Linked DNA regions of Zea mays: region 2 is linked to region 1. The links are chromatin contacts, called in public Hi-C maps. All regions are on one chromosome and are shown on one strand. The core of a region is the stretch at or near the end of the contact, and the rest is flanking DNA. Distances in the headings are between cores, read along the strand shown.

What was found. A called contact is a pair of places that touch in the nucleus more often than the background predicts.
Region 2: a Hi-C map of ear shows a contact between it and region 1, with 2.8 times the contacts expected there. The contact joins the promoter of LOC100273013 here to the promoter of LOC100275540 in region 1. A contact is called at or near these places in 5 of 25 Hi-C or Micro-C datasets (bundle sheath, ear, endosperm and 1 more).

Annotation. Positions count from the first base shown.
Region 1 is chr1:300,344,134-300,346,833 of Zm-B73-REFERENCE-NAM-5.0, reverse strand. LOC100275540 (Dof zinc finger protein DOF3.6) reads right to left here and starts at 1,278. Exons shown (of 2, transcript NM_001149596.1): 1 at 721-1,278; 2 at 1-444. The coding sequence starts at 795.
Region 2 is chr1:300,602,298-300,604,997 of Zm-B73-REFERENCE-NAM-5.0, reverse strand. It overlaps LOC100273013, which reads left to right and starts at 1,334. Exons shown (of 11, transcript NM_001147463.1): 1 at 1,334-1,520; 2 at 1,603-1,673; 3 at 1,770-1,827; 4 at 1,929-2,035; 5 at 2,181-2,226; 6 at 2,372-2,506; 7 at 2,602-2,691. The coding sequence starts at 1,440.

The sequences.
Region 1 (2,700 bases), core at 29-2,528:
GCGCTTGTTGCGGCGGCACCCGCCGCCAACGGGGACGTTCCGGAGCGTGCCGCCGCGCGTCCAGTACCGGCGACACGTCTTGCAGAAGTGGCGCGGCTGGGAGAGCGAGTAGTTGTTGAAGTAGCAAAACTTGGTGTTGGTGGACTCGCAACGCGGGCACTTGAGCCCCGGCTCTGGCTGCGGGATCTTGGCGAGCCTAGCCCGCTCGGTCATGGAGCCCGGACGGATAGGGGAACCACCGCCAGTCGGCCCACCGCCGCCGCTCGTGCTGCCACCGCTCGCGGCGACCACAGCCGCCATGTCACGGCGAGGAGCCATGAGAGCCCCACCAGGAGCAGAAGGTGGCATCGGCGGTAGCTGATGATGGTGCGCATGCACGTCGACGCCACCGCCTCCACCTCCTCCGGCGTCACTTGGAAGCTGGCCATGGTGAGCTTGCAGTTGCTGAAGAAAGCAACGTCATTTACAAATCAAACACACAATCACACAACAATTAAAGGGAAGAAAGGCGCGCAAGGTGAAATTGATATCTCAGCGAATGAAACCAAAAGAGAGACGACTTGGTATATTCAAGCAAAGAGGAGAGATTTCACAAAAGAGCCTAGGGATATTTCCTCTCCATTCCCTCCCCACCTCTATGGTGGCCAACGAGTAGGAGAAGAAACGAAAAGCCGCGCGCACAAAAGAAGCGGAAGCGATTTGGATAGTGGAAATCTTTACCTCATGCTGTGGCTGGTGCTGATGCTGGTTCCAATTGGGTGGATCAAGGTAGACAGGAACCGAAGAAAATACCATGGTATATGATTGATTTCCCTTTGATCTTTTGCTACTTGTGAGTGAGTGAGAGCTTCTTTTCTAGCTGCTTTTGTTTGTTCTTCGCACGCTGCAGTCGTGCCGCTCTACACGTGGCTAGCTCTAGCTGCCGCTACAGCTTCGAACTGGAAGACGAAGAGGGAGGAGAGAAGGCCGGGTCTGCCACCCGGAGAGAGGAGGAGGAGAAACTAAAGGTAAGGGAAGAAAAAAGATGGGATCACGAGGAGGACGCGCGAAAGCAAGTGGAATAAAATTAAAGGGGAATGGGGGTTTGTTCATTCCCCCTTTATGTATCTATTTTTTTGTTTGCTTGGGTGTTCGTGGAGGCCTCACAATACATATATAATGGATGTGAAACATATGGGAGAGAGAAGAGCAAAGGAGAAGGGGCTTCATTCCTTAGCTTGTAAGGATGCGATGGGTGAGATTGATGGGCGGATGGGTGTAGCTAGCAGAGAGAGAGAGTGGGAGGGTGGTCATGAGCTAGGGAAGCAAGAGGGGGGCCTGGTTTTATGCATGAGGAGGGAGGCAGGGCAGCAGGAAGAGGTGGTGACGCCTGTTGTGCTACTGATCGGAAGCAAAGGCTGTCCTGTTCAGCGTGTTCTTTGCTCTCTTTTTTCCTCTCCTTCGTTCCCTGCTTGATTAGCTAGAGCTAGCACATAGATAGAGATGGAGGGGTTGAACAGTGTACATACGAAGGTAGTAAGAGGTTACCAACATGAGCCACCAACCAATACAAGTTGTCCAGTCCAGGGGGTCATTCTAGTGGTGTGTGTGCAGGTGCAACTTTATGTCCATATTGATGAAAGAGATCAATCAGTGATAAAGTCACTCTTGCTACGACTCTCTTTGGACTCTTGGCTAGCTGTTGGCTAGTGGATTGGTGGTGTAGAGAATTCATGTTCTACTCTCTCTCTCTCTAACCCGACCAAAGTTAACAATAAGCTAGTATATGCTCTCGTGTACAGATAGATGTCTTTAAGTACATAGGCGTAGATAAAGCAGTGAAGTACGTGCGTCTTAGTCTTACACATGTGTCTTTGTGCAATGTACAGATGGGCAGTAGAGGTGGCTGGCCGGGAAAAAGAGCTAGGTGGAGAGAGAGATGAGAGATTTCATCTTGTGTGTAGAGATGGCAATGGGTACCCGCGACCCGATACCCGATGGGTATTTACTCCATTAGGGTATGTATGTGGGCTAAATATTCTACCCGTGGGTTTGTTATTGGGCAAAAATCTTCACCCAACGGGTAAACGGGTATTAGAACGTTCCACCTTCACCCATACCCGTTAACCCGTGGGTATAAAATACCCAATATAAACTTATCTGAAGCATGAACTTGTATCATAGTGGTGCTATGTAGTACTATCATAGTGTTACTACTTTATCCAATTAACAACAATTTAATGTAATGGAACATGTAATGTGCTATGTAGTACTATCATAGTGTTACTACTTTATCCAATTATCTTTGGTGTGTTGAATGGTTAAATGATGCTAGAAAATTTTGTAATGGTATTTATATGGATATACTTGACATTTGTATAGTATAATATTTTGATAGTTGTTTAATTTTTGTGGGTACGGGTGACCCGATGGGTGACCCATACCCACATGGGTATGGGTATGGGGGTAAATCCATACCCGCCAGTGTATATGGGTGACCCGATGGGATTATTTTTGTGTCGTGGGTATGGGTATGTGGTACTAATACCCGGTGGGTATTTACCCATTGCCATCTCTACTTGTGTGCTCGCTCGCACAGGGAACAGTGCTCGAGAGCACAATATAGCCATTGATTCTCAAGTGCTTTGTTGGAAAAAATTTCAGTGCAAGCATGAAGCACATGGCAGGCTACTAGCTAGCTGCTCGTACATAGATCTACTA
Region 2 (2,700 bases), core at 85-2,584, 260 kb before region 1:
GTTCCGTTGCAACGCACGGGCACTCACCTAGTAAAATAAATAAATATGCACTATTCGTTGACAAACCTGGTAGGCATATTGGGCCCAATTTTACAGCCCAACCAGTCCAGTTTACAGTTTTCCATCTACATTTTACGTTACCTATGGGAGAATAGAAGAAACACACGCCTCAAACTTTTTTGATTGCTCCTGAAAACAACCTTTTGGGGGTGATCTTTTGTCATTCTTTTGGAGATACTCTTAGAACACCACAATTACATATATATAGTTATGTTTTGTTGTGATGCTATCTAACAGCAAGACCATATTTGCTGCAAAACATATGGTATACATCACTAAAAAGTAAATTAAAAGGACATATTTGTTGCAACATACACAGTGTATAAAACACTAAGACTCCGTTTAGAATGTAAGCTTTTTGCAAAGCTAAGAGCATATTCAAGATCCTCTATATCCTTTCATGTCTGAGTGATGTGCAGCCTGCTCGTTTGGCTTTAATCTGAACCGGCTTCTACTGATTCTACAGTGCTTTGTCTTTATGGATTGCAGATGCAACAGTTCGAACAAATTTTAAGCTGAAGCCAGTGACAGATCTAAAGGGGGGTTAGGGGGGCTGCAGCCCCCCTATAGCTATGAAACTCCATTGATACAGAGGTGGAAGTTAGAGGAAAAATAAAAGAAAAGAAGAGGAAAAAATAGCCCTCACTGTATTGGAGAAAGAGGTGGAGGGTAGAGATAAAGGAAAGAGGAAGAAAAAGAAATAAAAATGAGCCCTCTAACAGTTTGTGTTGCTTCCACCAATGGTCACTATAAAACCAGCCCCTCCTTTAGCCTAATACTAGATCCGCCATTGGCTGAAGCGAACAACCTCACGAATAAAGAATTTGATGAACAAATATCCTCCAACAAATTATTCACTTATGGCTAGTTTTTGATAACATCATTTTTTCAAGAAATTTTTATTTTTCCAAAGGAAATGAGTTCAATTTTTTCTTGGGAAATGAAAATACCTTAAAAAAATGAGGTTCTCAAACTAGCCCTTACACATCTAAATATAACAATTTTCTATTTTAAACTTCTCACTAGTTAAATATGAAACGGGGCACAATATACAAAGATGCCGTTAGAATAGTAAAAATTAGAGAATATTTTTTATTAAATGGTTCTCCATGTGATAAATTAAAGAGTAGATTACTGAAGATGCTATAATATAGAAATTTAAAAAAGAAATGAAATATTTTTTAAAAAAATACGTGTTCCAAAATATATGGCCTAAAACAGAGATGAGCAACGTGCAAATGCCAAATGTGCAACCTGGCCGGCCCGGCCGTCTGCCCGTCTGCCTTCGGCGTGCAGATCTCCCCAACTCCAGGACCAGAAAACCCACGCGAAGACCAGAGCAGCGGGTGGACTCGGCACCGGCCGTCGGGACCGCGACGATGGCCGCCGCCTGGCCTCTCTCCGCCATCGCCGGCATCCTGCCGGCCTCCCTCTCGCTGACCCTCCTCCTCGCCACCCTCGTACCGCCCTCCCCTTTCCCCCCAAATCCTGCTTCCTCCTCCTCGCCGTGGCACTCACGCCATCTCTCCGTCTCGTGATCAGGTATCCATCCTGGTGCTGGGCGCAGCGGCGTTCTTCTTCGAGCACATCCGCAAGATAGGATGCATGCACTCGTAAGTCTGCTTCCGTCTTGCCGTCCCACACTCCTGGTTTCTCCCGCGATCTGCGTGTAGTGTTGACTGCTGCGATGTTCTGGATCTCGGCCGCAGGCTGGAGAGGTCCGCCGTCTCGGACGCCTTCTTCGAGGACCCCAACTCGCTCAAGAAGGTAGTGTACTGATTGCTCGTGCTGGGTTCGTCCCGGGCTGCAGCATGGGGGTGCACGCTAGGTGTTTGCTGGTTTGATTGTCTGAACTGACTGTTATATAGGTGCCCTGCCCGTCGGTTTTGGATCCTCCTGAGAAATATATTTCGTTGATAGTTCCTGCCTACAATGAGGAGTATCGACTCCCCGAGGCTCTTACAGAAACACTCAAGTAAGGCATTTGCTACTCCTGTTGCTCAAATGCTATGTTTATAGTTGAACTTTGAACTGCGCATTGCAATCTATACTGGTAATCTTTTTTAGCAGCTAGTGTTAATCGTTACATTGATCACTTTCTTGTTTTCTCTCTTTAATAGCTACTTGAAGCGGAGATCAACTGCTGACAAGTCCTTTTCATATGAGGTATGTGGTAATCTAGCATGTTATTTGCAATTTGCAATCCTGTTTGCAGTTTGCAGGGAACAGGCAAACTCTGAGCACAAAACCTTTTGTGTTTTGAAACCTATATTACCCTATCTAATTTCGGAATTTGACCGGTTGTGTCAAGGTATTGATTGTCGATGATGGTAGCACTGATGGGACCTCTAAAGTCGCTTTCAGTTTTGTAAAGAAACACAAGATTGATAATGTTAGAGTTCTTCTACTTGGAAGAAATCATGGGAAAGGTGAAGCAGTCCGAAAAGTGAGTGTTGAAATCCCTGGATATCCCTTAGGGCTTTGGATGCAAATAAAAACTAATTGGTGCTTTCCTTTTTTTTTTGTGGAAGCATCTAATAGGGAATGCTTCATTCACGTGGTGAACTATTACTCATGCTTGATGCTGATGGTGCAACTAAAGTGACCGATTTGGAAAAGCTTGAAGCTCAGGTCTATCTC